2 separate regions of the Callithrix jacchus genome follow, and region 1 is linked to region 2. A link is a contact called in public Hi-C data. All regions are on one chromosome and are shown on one strand. The core of a region is the stretch at or near the end of the contact, and the rest is flanking DNA. Distances in the headings are between cores, read along the strand shown.

Region 1 (6,077 bases), core at 791-3,290, 39 kb before region 2:
ACCTGCCATCAGTACCTGCTGCCTAGATTCTCTAGGCTGCACGGTTATGTCTTGGTTTTTCAGCTTGTCCTGAAATTTTGTCATCTACCCTCACATCCTTCCAAATGTTCCTTCTTTTTTCCCCCTTAAATTATACAGTTGCTTCCCACTGCCTGTAACCAAAGACTCCTGATGATGCAGTTTATCAACAATCTATTTAAACCTAGGCTTACTCAGTAAGCAATGAATGGCTGCAGCATTATTTGATTATGAATTGTCTTAAGTAGGTTCAGTAAACAGTTTTACTAGTCTAAAAATTACTTTAGTATTACTATATTAACATAATTACTTTAGTATTACTGTATTAACATGTCCATTACAAATATGGGAGGATTGGTGTTTTTGAGAAAGGATCTCGCTCTTTCTCCCAGGTTAAAGTGCAGTGGTGTAATCGTAGCTCACTGCAGCCTTGAACTCCTGGGCTCAAGCAACCCTCCCACCTCAGAATCTTGTGTAGCTGGGACTACAGGCACACATAACCATGCCTGGCTAATTTTTAAATTTTTTTGTGGAGACAGAGTCTTGCTGTGTTGTCCACTCTAGAAGTATGGGAGTTTTAAGTACCATGTTGTGAAACATTTTCTTCATTTCTGAGTTTAAAGTCACCTTAAATTAAGTCAGAAAATGACAGTGTAATTTTAATAGCACTCTACTTTCACAGTCAATTATATAATGACACACACACGTGTGTGTGTGTGTGTGTGTGTGTACTTTAAATGTGCTAAAATAATAGAAGAAAACCTCCAATCTTTCTGATACAGTAGTCCTTGCTGGTACATCCTGGCCTATGCGTTAGAGCGGTTGTTAACAATGCTCAGGATTTCAGTTTGCTAGAAATCTTAGGAATAGGTACTGTGTAACCACTGATAAACGTAATGCTTTTCCCAAAAAACTACTAAGGAGTTTGGAGATGGGGAATTTACTGCCTCTCAGCGCCAAACCGCTTTTTGCCTGCTCTGAAAATGGATCTGTGACCTTTAACTGTTTTTCCTCTGCCAGCTGGCATGATGTTCAGCCAGGGCACCAGAGACACAGTGGGAGAAGAGTTTTGCCTCCTGGCCGGAGGGCTCCCTGGCAGGCTTCTGCAGTCACACTCCAGCCATGTTACCACCCCTGCACAGGCAGTTTTGTAGCACAGTGCCTCTGGTGAGATGCTTTCCCATGAACTGCTTTCAAGTTCTGTCAACACAGCATCACAGTGACTTCTCTGCCTCCCTGAGAGCCATGGCTGTGATCTCACCAGATGTTCCATCTCAGGCCAGGGGCAGCGGTCTCCTACTTATTTCTTATTTGTGCTATTCCTGCATTCTCCAAGGCTTTCCTTACTCTGACTAGCCAACCCCTCATTATTCTAATCCCATTACAGTTGACAATTCTTGACAGTAAACTCTCCCTGTTCACATCACTGTATGGTTTCTCTCTCTTGACTGATGGAGGAGCCCATAAATTAGAACTTATCTCAATCCTGCCAATAAACTGGAGACTTCTAAATACTGTCACATCAATTAATAAATAAAATTCACAAATGTGCCTAAATGAATAAATTACATCAAAGTATAAAACAACAAGCTATATTTAATTCATAGTAGAAAGACCTGAAACATCAACCCTGACAGATGGAGGGAAAGAGTTATTTTTTCCTTGAATTTGGTATTTGCCTGTTTTTTTAAAACTCCATGGTATGTCTGTGTTCTGAAACTTGTGGCATATTTGGGCAAGTTTAGAAAAAGTTCTCCTTCATGATTACAAAAAAGAAAGAACAAAGTCCCAGCACCATATAAGCATCAGCCAGTTACTGAAGTAATGAAGCAGGCCCTGGGACAGTTATCGATATGAGAAGTGGACTGCAGATGATCCCCTGGGTAGCCTTCTATTCAAAGGTTTTGTAATTCTGTGAACTAAAAGGACTGTTAACTGTGTGGATTCCGTTTCAGAAGACCATTAAACTAACTTGTGCTCAAAGTCAGGTTTGAATTTGGGAGAGCAGGTGAGCATACAAGACCTGGGCAGAAATAGTTTAATGGCAATCTGCAAAAGAGACAAATCAAAGATAAAAAGAGATGATACCTAGCCCCTTGATCCAGAAACATCAGTGAAACCCAGGTTTGCATGTGAGGATAGTAGGAGAGTTTCAGGGGTTTACACTAGAGTAATAAGCTGATAAAGGACATGAATGTCTGCCTAAATAGCTTCTTTTTTTGAGACAGTCTCAATCTGTCACCCAGGCTGGAGTGCAATGACACGATCTTGGCTCACTGCAACCTTCGCCTCCCGAAGGTTGGCAAAGGAGTGATTCTCCTGCCCCAGCCCGAGTAGCTGGGATTACAGGCGGGTACCACCACGCCCAGCTATTTTTTTTGTATTTTTAGTAGAGAAGAGGCTTCACCATACACCATCATGCCCACCCAGCTAATTTTTGTATTTTTAGTAAAGATGGGGTTTCACCATGTTGTCCAGGTTGGTCTCAAACTCCTCAGCTCAGGTGACCTACCCACCTCTGCCTCCCAAAGTGCTGGAATTATAGGCATGAGACACTGTGCCCAGCCAATAGTTTCTATAATGAAACAAAGTAGAAAAAAAAGTGACTGATTATATTGGTGCAGGAAAAAACACCCACAGGTACTAAGAAGCTTGCTGATATTTCATATTAAAAATGTGAAATGTAAAAACTTAAATTTCATAAATGTTGAGGAAAACTTACCTGAAAAATATCAATAAATGAAAAAACATTTTAATTATCTGTTTTCAAGCACACAACAGGTTCAGATGCTGCCCACCCCCACAAAAGTTTAGATCTTAATAAGGAAAGAAAAGTGTTCTAATTAAGTTCAGTCTTCAGTCATTCATTTAACAAACACAAAGCAGTATACTGATTACTAGAACGAACTGAGATTACATTTGAGACCGTGACCTGCATAGTCCCGTACTTCGTACACTAACAAGTATTTATTAGTTATAGCTTGTTGTTTCTGTACCTTAAACAACTTCCCGGAAATTACTATCTTAAATCAAAAACTCAAATTGAAAGCGTACAACCTGTATGAACTGTACATCTAATACTATGTTCATATACCAATCTCAAGAAGCAAATGTTTCCTATTACTCTCATAAAGTAAATATACTGCTAACTGCCACCTTTTGGCTTTCTGATTTCTTTTCAAATAAAAAAAAAGTGATAGGGCCAGATGCGGTGGCTTCAAGCCTGTAATCCCAGGACTCTGGGAGGCAGAGGTAGGTGAATCAGCTGAGGTCAGGAGTTCAAGACCAGCCTGGCCATCATGGTGAAACCCTGTCTCTACTAAAAATACAAAAATTAGCCAGGCGTGGTGGGAGGTGCCTGTAATCCCAGCTACTCAGGAGGCTGAGGCTGAGGCAGGAGAATCACCTGAATCCTGGAGGCAGAGGTTGCTTGTGAGCCGAGATCACACCATTGCACTCCAGCCTGGGCACTAATTGAGACTCTGTCTCAAAAAACAAAAATCAAAAAACAAAAACCAAAAAGGAAGTGTAGAGTTTACCTCCTCCAAGACTTTAATGGAACCACATCTACTAATGGATTAACACATACTCAGAGGTAGCCTAAAATCTGTCAAAGTACTTTACTATTTGATTCAATTCCTCTTTGTCCTTTATGGATTCTTATTTAACCGTAAGGACACATACATGTTCTATAAGGGAAGAAAAGGTTTCCCTAGCATTCAGGTCTAAAAGTGAGTTTTTTTAGTGGGTACCTCACACAGGTGACACAGTCATGTACTAGACAGCTTCTTTTATGCCCTAGCATGTGTGTGCATGGGTAGGCTTTATTAAATCATCTTTTGCAGCCTCTTGATAGCCAGAAAGCATAATGGGAAAAAGCCCAGGGAATTTGTAAAAGTCAGCAATTCTCTGGGGGGGCCAAGGCAACATAGTCCAAGTGTGAAGGTTTCCAGTGGTTTTGCATAATCTGAAGATAAAACTTATAAAGTCAAACAATCCTCCATAAATAACTGAGGATACTAGGGCAGCAGACAGGGTGAAGTGATAGTCTCTGGAAAAACTAATGATGCAAGAGCTGTCATTTACTCAGCACTGGGCTTGGAAGGTCTCTGAAATAGATGATCTCATTTGCTCCTCAAAACAATCTTGTTGAGACAGGTATCACCTGCATCTTCAAGGACAGGATCAGAGAATGAAGCTCAGAGGATCTCTGTGTACAGACACAGAGAGTAAGTGACAGAGCCGCCATCATTCAACTGAGGCCTGACTGAGTTCTAAGCATATGCTGCACCCTTTATACCACACTGTATCCCTAAAGAGCACATATTCTTCACTATGGTCAAACAGTAACAGTCACATGCTTCAAACTTATAATACACTGATGGTAAGGCTAATCTCAGTTTTTGGAAATTGAAGAGCATAATCAAAACAATTTCTTAGAGTACAAGCGAAGCTGCTGTAACAAAGAGACCCCCAAATACAACACGCTCAAGATGTTTCTTCCCCATAGTCCAGAGAGGCTGGCCAAGCATCCTTGTTCCAAGTTTGTTTTATTCATTAGAGGAAGGAAAAGAGGCACTGAAGAGCAAATTACTTCCTTCTTGGTTCATGCCCTGGAAGTTTATATATTACTTCTGTTCACATACAAGTGACCAGAACTTGCCCATATCTAGACACAAAGAAGGTTGGGGAAAATGTCCCAAGATGTACCCATCTAAAACTTTCAAAAGGCAGATGGGGAGAATGCATTTAGGGATTTAGTTAGCCATCTCTGGAACCAATAGATGGCCTGCCCACCTTTACACATAGATAAAAAATAATTTTTCTAGAAAAAAAACCCAGAGATACATACAAATTTCAGTTTGTGTGTTACATGAGCAAACAATACATAAATCAAACCCCTGAGATTCGATTCTACAGGAATATGACAAAAATGATTTCAGCCAGAAACAACTTCAAGGGATCAACATGTCATCGGTTACCTACTACAGCTACAGAAAAATCCTATCAATACTTCTACAGAATAACCAGCAACATACATTCCTGGTGACGCTTACAGAATGAATTTGTTATAAACTGCCAAATTTTATACCTAATCTAAGATACCCTCAAATATAAGATGCACCATTATTTTATGCATCACTAAGAAAGAAAAATGCCACCAATTATATCATGACATATATGCCACTGTCTATAAGATGCATGTCAATTTCAGAGATGTTCAAAATGGGAAAAATGTGCTTCTTAGAACAACTGCAATACAGTATGCCCCTGAAGTAACACATCAAACTGATTGACTCTATGAAATTACTGAATAAAAACCAATTAGATAATGGAAGACAAATTGTTAAAATTGCTAGTAGGGCATTCTTTATGGTGATAATATAAACATTATATTGGGGCCATATCTACACTTCATGAATTAAAAAAACTTAACTCTGTGGGAAAGACAGACAATTCCCTTCACAATACATTCATTATAGCATGCTAATAAGAATTGCAGGGTGCTATGAGAGCACTTAAGAGGAAGGATTCTGGCTGGTCAAGAGCAGAGGATTTCCTATGAAAGTGAGCTAAGTTCTGAAGACCTGGTGGCACAGCAGGGGACAAGAAGCATGAAAACTCTACAGTGGGAAGGCACACGGGATGTTGGAGAAATGGCAAGATGATGTGGGGGCCTAAAGGCTGCAGGGCAATGAAAGAAATGGCTAGACCCAGTCTAGTGGGGTAGACTAAGGCTTATTTTTTTGTCTTTATCTTCACAGAAGATAAATGAGAAGCCAATGAAGAACTTTAAGCAAGGGAATAACATCAATTATTTGAGATCATTCTGGTTCCTATGTGGAATGGATTTCAAGAAGTTAAGAGTGGACTGGTGGAAACTAGTGCGTAGGGTACTGCAGTCAGCATGAGAGTTTAGACTTGGTAGTTTAGATCTGGGGATGCAAAGCAGGGTTTGAACATTATTTAGGAGATAAAATGAACAGAACTTGGTGATGAATTGGATATGTGCATAAGGGAGAGGGAGGTGTCAAGAACAATTCCTAGGCTTCTCACCA
Region 2 (5,940 bases), core at 622-3,121:
AACCCGGCCGGCCGGGGGCCCGGCGCCGCACGCGGGTCGCTCGGGGCCAGCGCCCGCCCCGGCTCCCCTCGGCCGAACAAAGGGCCCGCGAACCTCCGGGCAAAGTTGCGGCGGCGGCGAGGAGCCAACGGGCGGCCACGCTCACCTGGGCTCCGTCCCGGGCAGTGGCGGCGGCGGCTCCGCGGGGCTCCGGCGACGCGGGCCTGGCGGCGGCGGAGACAGCAACACGAACAACCGCCCAAGGGCCTCGGGGGTGCGCGGGCGGCGGGGGCTCGCTCAGCGCCGGCGCCGCGGGCTCAGGTCCCGGCGCGGGCGGCGGCGGCGGCGCGGGCGGGTGGGCGGCGGCGCGTCTCGGCAGGTCCAGGTCCGGCCCCAGCGACGCCGCGACGCGTCCTCCTCACGCCCAGCGGGACGAGGCTCCGGCGCGGCCCGGGTCCTAGGCGGCGGCGGTGGCAGCTGCGGATGGCTGGGCGAGGGGCCGCTCCGCTCCCTCCGCCTCCGGCTCGGGCGGGCCCGCGGCGGCGGCTGCGGTGAGGGCGGCGGGAGCGCGGCGGGCGCGGGGACAGCCCTGTCAGGGGGCGGCCCGGGCGGCGCTCAAGGCTGCGCGGCGGCGGGGCCGACGGCGGCGGCTGCTGGTCCCGGGGCCGTCGCTCTGAGGTGCGGAGCTGCCACCGCGGCCATCTTGTTGCTCTAACTGACAAGAACCCCCCTCCCCCCGCTACAGCCAGACGGGGCGCTCGCGCCCCCTTCCCCGCCCCACGTTGGCCTCCAACAGGAAGTCGTCCCGGCCCCTGGCACGTGACTCCCACTGCATCTGCATACCGGAGGGCGAATTGGCCAATTGGCGCTCGGCGCTTGAGCTCCTCCCCCGCGCGCCCCTCCCCGGTCCATTGGCTCTTCGGCCAGGCCACGCCTCCTCCTTGCCACCTTAATACCCACCCGCCCGCGCTGTGGTTGCCTACACCGCGCAGGGAGCGCGCCGGGGTGCGAGCGGCGCGTTCTCCGCCTGTCCCGGAGGCGCGCCAGTCCTGGGAGCTCGCTCTACTCTGTGGGGTGCGTGGAGACCCGCGTGGTGTCCTTCGCCGCCTCCGCCTGCCCTCTGGTCCCTGGGCGCTGTGGCTCCGCGTTAAGGGTACTGGCGGGAGGGGCGCCGACCGGGATCTGCGCCTCCGCTGGGTTCTCCCGGCCAGCGCCCTGCGGCGCCCGGGCTTTGCGCTGTTATTTCGCCTAGCGGCGTTGGCATTCTCTGCGACGGCGCCCGGCGCCCGCACCGGCGCGCGTCCCGCTCGTGCAGTGCACACGCCCCGCACTGCCCCACCTTCCACACACACGCACACGAGTCCGTAGGGTCCCCGGAGCCTCCTGCTCACCCCGCGCCTGCCGGCCCGCCCTTGCGCGCAGTCGCTCCCCAGGGAGCGCCCAGCTGCGAGCAAAACAAGCCTCGCCGCAAAACAGTGCCCCGGGGAGTCCGCCCTTTCCCCGGAGCACAGACACCCTTCCCCCACCGCGCGAGCCTTCTGTCCGGGCCGAACCCGGTCGCTCCGGCCCCTACGCACCCCGCGATTCCTCCCCGGTGCTCGGGGCGCCGCCGTGATCCTCCATTCCACGGCTCCTCCTCGATATCCATTATTCATTAGTGGTAGGTGAGGTCACGCTCAATGTGCAATTCGAAAAGTCCGTTTTTAACTTTCGGTTCGAGCCAGGAGAAGATTTTGAAACCAAGAATTCTCTCCATTTTCATGCAAGGTCGCAGAAGCAGGCTAGCTTTTCCCCCATCGCTCGGAGGAGGTTCAGCGGTGCTACTTGGAAGTTGTTATTGGAAGAGGCCATTCCCTGTCTACGTGTCCCCGTCTTGAAGAGGAGATAATAACACACTAGTACTTTCGCAATGCAATTTTGTTACCGCAAGTGTCATGCTTTGAAACGTCTGTGGATGAAAGACAAATTCCTCGCTCTCGTTTCCCTTCGGGGTCCCATGAGCTCCTTTCTTCTTACTGCCGTATTTTCAGCCCTCTGGTAGTTAGATTCACAAGGGTCGTCAAATGTCTGCTGTGTTGTGTATTTCCCCTCCCAAGAACCCACATCCCTTAGAAGGATCTGAAGGCAGACGGAGCTGGCATGGAGGCTTCTTCTGCCTGTTCATTTTATGTGCATTCATTTAATTCTCGACTGCGGAGAACCTGCCTCCTTTGTATTTCTCCAAGGTAGAGGTATTATCACATGTTCCAGAAGGGAGTGCAAAATAACATCGTCACAACAGGCAGCGCCCACGAAGTAGGCTGCTACGTAAATGAGGACTCCAGGTATCTTGGTGGACCAATCCTTGTGATAAGCAGAACTTCACTTTTTGGAAAACTGAACCAAGATACATTATTTAGCATTGTCTTTGACTTTGGAGTTGTGGTTCTCACCTCTCCAGTTCCTCTCCGCTTCCCTTTATCCCTCAGGCAAAAATCGTCCTATTCTCCAATGATACTAGACTCTGAGCACCGAGAAGCAGAACTCTAGATGTTATATGTTCTGAACCCCAAACCGGACTCATAGTTTGGCATGTGGACCTGGGGCAATAGAGAGAATATTTGAAACTGAAGCTGACCCAGAGACATTGAGGCATATGGTGGCCATGAATCTTAAGACTGCAGAGCAGCGTCACTAATTAGCGGTCGTTTGCACTGATAAAATACGAGTAGGAACGCCAAGCAAAACTGTAAAATGGGTCCATTCATGTTTGGGGTTGATCATCCTCTTATTAGCCCTGCCACCACCACCTTATAACTAAGGTATAAATTGACCATCTATTAAAAATGGGCAAAACCAACAAAATTATGTTTACGAGAATTCAATGTTAAATGTATCTCTTAAGTTAAAATGTCAGCTAATTGAGGACAAATGAAGAAGACCTAGCTGGAGACAAGGTCATGTAAAAAATTCTAGTTTTAGATGACCACATGCTCAACAAAGCTAAATGTGTGAAATGGTTTGTTTAAAACAATAACAACAATAACAACACCACATTACAATAGTGTCCAGTTTGGCTGGGCGCACTGGCTGATGCTTGTAATCTCAGCACTTTGGGAGGCCGAGGTGGGCGGATCACCTGAGGTTGGGAGTTTGAGAGCAGGCTAGCCAACATGGTGAAATCCCATCTACTAAAAATACAAAAATTAGCCGGCGTAGTGGCAGGTGCCTGTAATCCCAGCTATCTAGGAGGGTGAGGCAGGAGGATCACTTGAGCCTGGGAGGCAGAGGTTGCAGTGAGTTGAGACTGTGCCATTGCACTCCAGCCTGGGCAACAAAAGCGAAACTCCGTCTCAAAAATAAATAAATAAATAAAATAGTGTTGAGTTTAAGATATTGTACTCTGAGCTGGCCAGATCCCAAATGGAGTATTTTGGCCAGTTCTGGGCACTATGGTGCGAGAAAGAAATTGACAAAGTTAGAGACTGACTGGGTATACAGCCAGTTGTTGGTGGAAATCCTCCAGTCTTTGACCAACAGCTGAAGCAGCAGAAGAGATTGGGGCAGGGAAGAAGAGACAAGGAGGACAGGAAGGCTGTCTTCAGATATTTTTAAAACTCCCATATACAAATAGGCACAGATATATTCCGTGAGATCCTAAGAGGCCAACCTGAGATCAGTGGGTGGTAGGCATTAGGCAAATTTTGGTTCTCTTCAAGTATACGCTACACCCTACAAAATCGAGTTTCTATCAGATGGAGTTATTAATAGACACTCCATTTTGGAGGGTGCAGCGTATACTGCTCGGGTGATGGGGGCACCAAAATCTCACAAATCACCACTAAAGAACTTACTCGTTTAACCAAACACCATCTGTACCCCAACAAGCTATAAAAACATCTCCATTTGAAAGGTAGCAAGATCCACATCTGTGCAGGGGTTTAAGCGGAAAGACAGGATGATCACATCCCTGTCTCCATGGCTATTGCAAAACAGATGACTGTGGTGAGCCAAAGTGTTGACTAGCTCAGCGGTTCCCAGATTATGTTGCCTGGACCAGTGGCATTGGCTTCATCTAGGAGCTTGTTAGAATTGCGACTTCTCAGACTCTACTGTCAGACCCAGTGAATCAGAACGTTTGGGGATGCGGCCCAGGTATCTGCATCTTAGCCACCCCTCCAGGCGATTCTGAGGTGCACGAAAACTGGAGAAGAGTAATAAAGGCACCTTTTTGGGGGGCTGTATTTACGTATAATACCCCTCTCGATGCCCAGCCACTTCCTACCACACACTGGTGCCTGAATTACTGCATCCTCCTATTTCTGTTGATTTTACACGTATAATTTGCATCCTAATGACGGACTCTTAAAGGGAAAAGCTTCGGGACTCCAACACATGATTGCTTTTCAATGAAAATGTAAGAAAGCTGGGTTCAGCTCTCCCTGCTTGTCACCGATAGATAACAAGTGAATTGCCTTAGCAAAATGTGATAAATTTACAGAGGCCTTTCAGACAAGGCATAGAGCATTGGTTCTCAAACTTTCTGTTGATGAGAATCACCAGGGTAGCTTGTTTGAATTACAAATTCACCTTAGGTCCAGATGAGGCCCATGAATCTGCATGTCTAATCAGCTCCCCAAGTGATTCTGATGCCCTTGTCCTCCCACTATGCTGAGAATAATATTAGAATAGAACGTTAAAATAAGAGTGAGGGTGAGTCTCAACTCCACTGCTCACTAATTGTTTGACCTCAGGCGAGTTTCTGGGCCTCTGACTTCTCCTTTGTACTCCTCACTGAGTTAGAGATACTCACTGAATATTTATGGCCATGTATTACGTGCCAGGCAGTGAACTAGGTGCCAGGGATTTAAAGCAGCAAGTGGTGCTTGAGCTATGATGACACTGCATTGAGTCAGAAGAGACTCAGGTCATTCTGAAGCACTCAGGAGGACTTCTTCAGGGGCCTCAGATCTAAGTCTTGAAAGATGCGAGGGAAGCGGTGATAGGTCAGAAGCTGATGGAAGGGCCTTTAAGAAAGAGGGAATGTGTAAAGGAAACCAAAGAGAGCTTGCAGCGCGGCACTTTCAGGAGGCGGGAAGACATCAGTGGGATGGCAACGGCCCTGGTATGAGGAGAAGGGAGAGATGAGCAGAGGCCGGATTATTATGATTAGTTTTGGAGAGGAGACGGAGCCTCGCTCTGTCGCCCAAGCTGGAGTGCAATGGCGTGATCTGGGCTGCCTGCAACCTCCGCCTCCCGGGTTCATGCAATTCTCCTGCCTCAGCCTCCTGAGTAGCTGGGATTGCAGGCGCACGCTGCCATGCCCGGCTAATTTTTTGTATTTTAGTAGAGATGGGGTTTCACCGTGTTGCCCAGGCTGGTCTCAAACTCCTGAGCTCAGACAATCCGCCTGCTTTGGCCTCCCGAAGTGCTGGGATTATAGGTGTGAGCCACCACACCTGAGACCAGATTATTAATACAAGGAGCATCTCATGTGGCCTTGAGGAGTTCGGACTTTGTCCTTAAGGCAATGTGGAGCTCTTGGATGACTCCAGGCATTATCACCCCTGACTGTCAGAGGGACCTCTCTGCGAACATTGTGGTAAATGACATGGAGAAGGAAGGGCCAGGGTTGAGGTGATGGCAGGGAGTAAGCAGCCTGCACAGTTCTGCAGCCAGAAAACTAGAACTTACAGAAGCCCCCAGAGGAGCAATCAAGGTAAGACGGAGAAAATCTGCTGGGAAGATAACTTTAACTGCGCCTCTGGGGGACTTGGGGTCTGACGCATCTGGAGGGTAAGGAGGATGGTAAAGGATGTTGCCCATTGTCTTTCTCAGTGAGAAAGCGTAGATGCTGAGGCAGGGACTATGGAAGGAGGAGTACACTGAGCTTGAGGTTTTAGGTGGGCTCCTGAGAGGAAGGGGTGAGCCTGATTTGGCCCATTTGGAGTTGCAGGCACCTGGGCATTGTCGAGTGGTGAA

What was found. A called contact is a pair of places that touch in the nucleus more often than the background predicts.
Region 1: a Hi-C map of skeletal muscle shows a contact between it and region 2, with 2.4 times the contacts expected there. The contact joins the enhancer-like site here to the promoter of TNRC6C in region 2. A contact is called at or near these places in 2 of 3 Hi-C or Micro-C datasets (both in skeletal muscle).

What each region holds. Positions count from the first base shown.
Region 1 is chr5:133,783,049-133,789,125 of calJac240_pri, reverse strand. All of the region lies in intron 1 of TNRC6C (trinucleotide repeat containing adaptor 6C), which reads right to left. Among named protein-coding and RNA genes, the nearest start is that of TNRC6C, 38 kb to the right of the region's middle. Within about 2 kb of position 2,040, at least 3 of the 16 cell types and tissues checked have an H3K27ac peak or open chromatin away from gene starts, as enhancers often do. A contact at or near this core is called in skeletal muscle, where this site is marked.
Region 2 is chr5:133,743,889-133,749,828 of calJac240_pri, reverse strand. It overlaps TNRC6C (trinucleotide repeat containing adaptor 6C), which reads right to left and starts at 1,871. Exons shown (of 23, transcript XM_078374749.1): 1 at 1,557-1,871. The coding sequence starts at 1,627.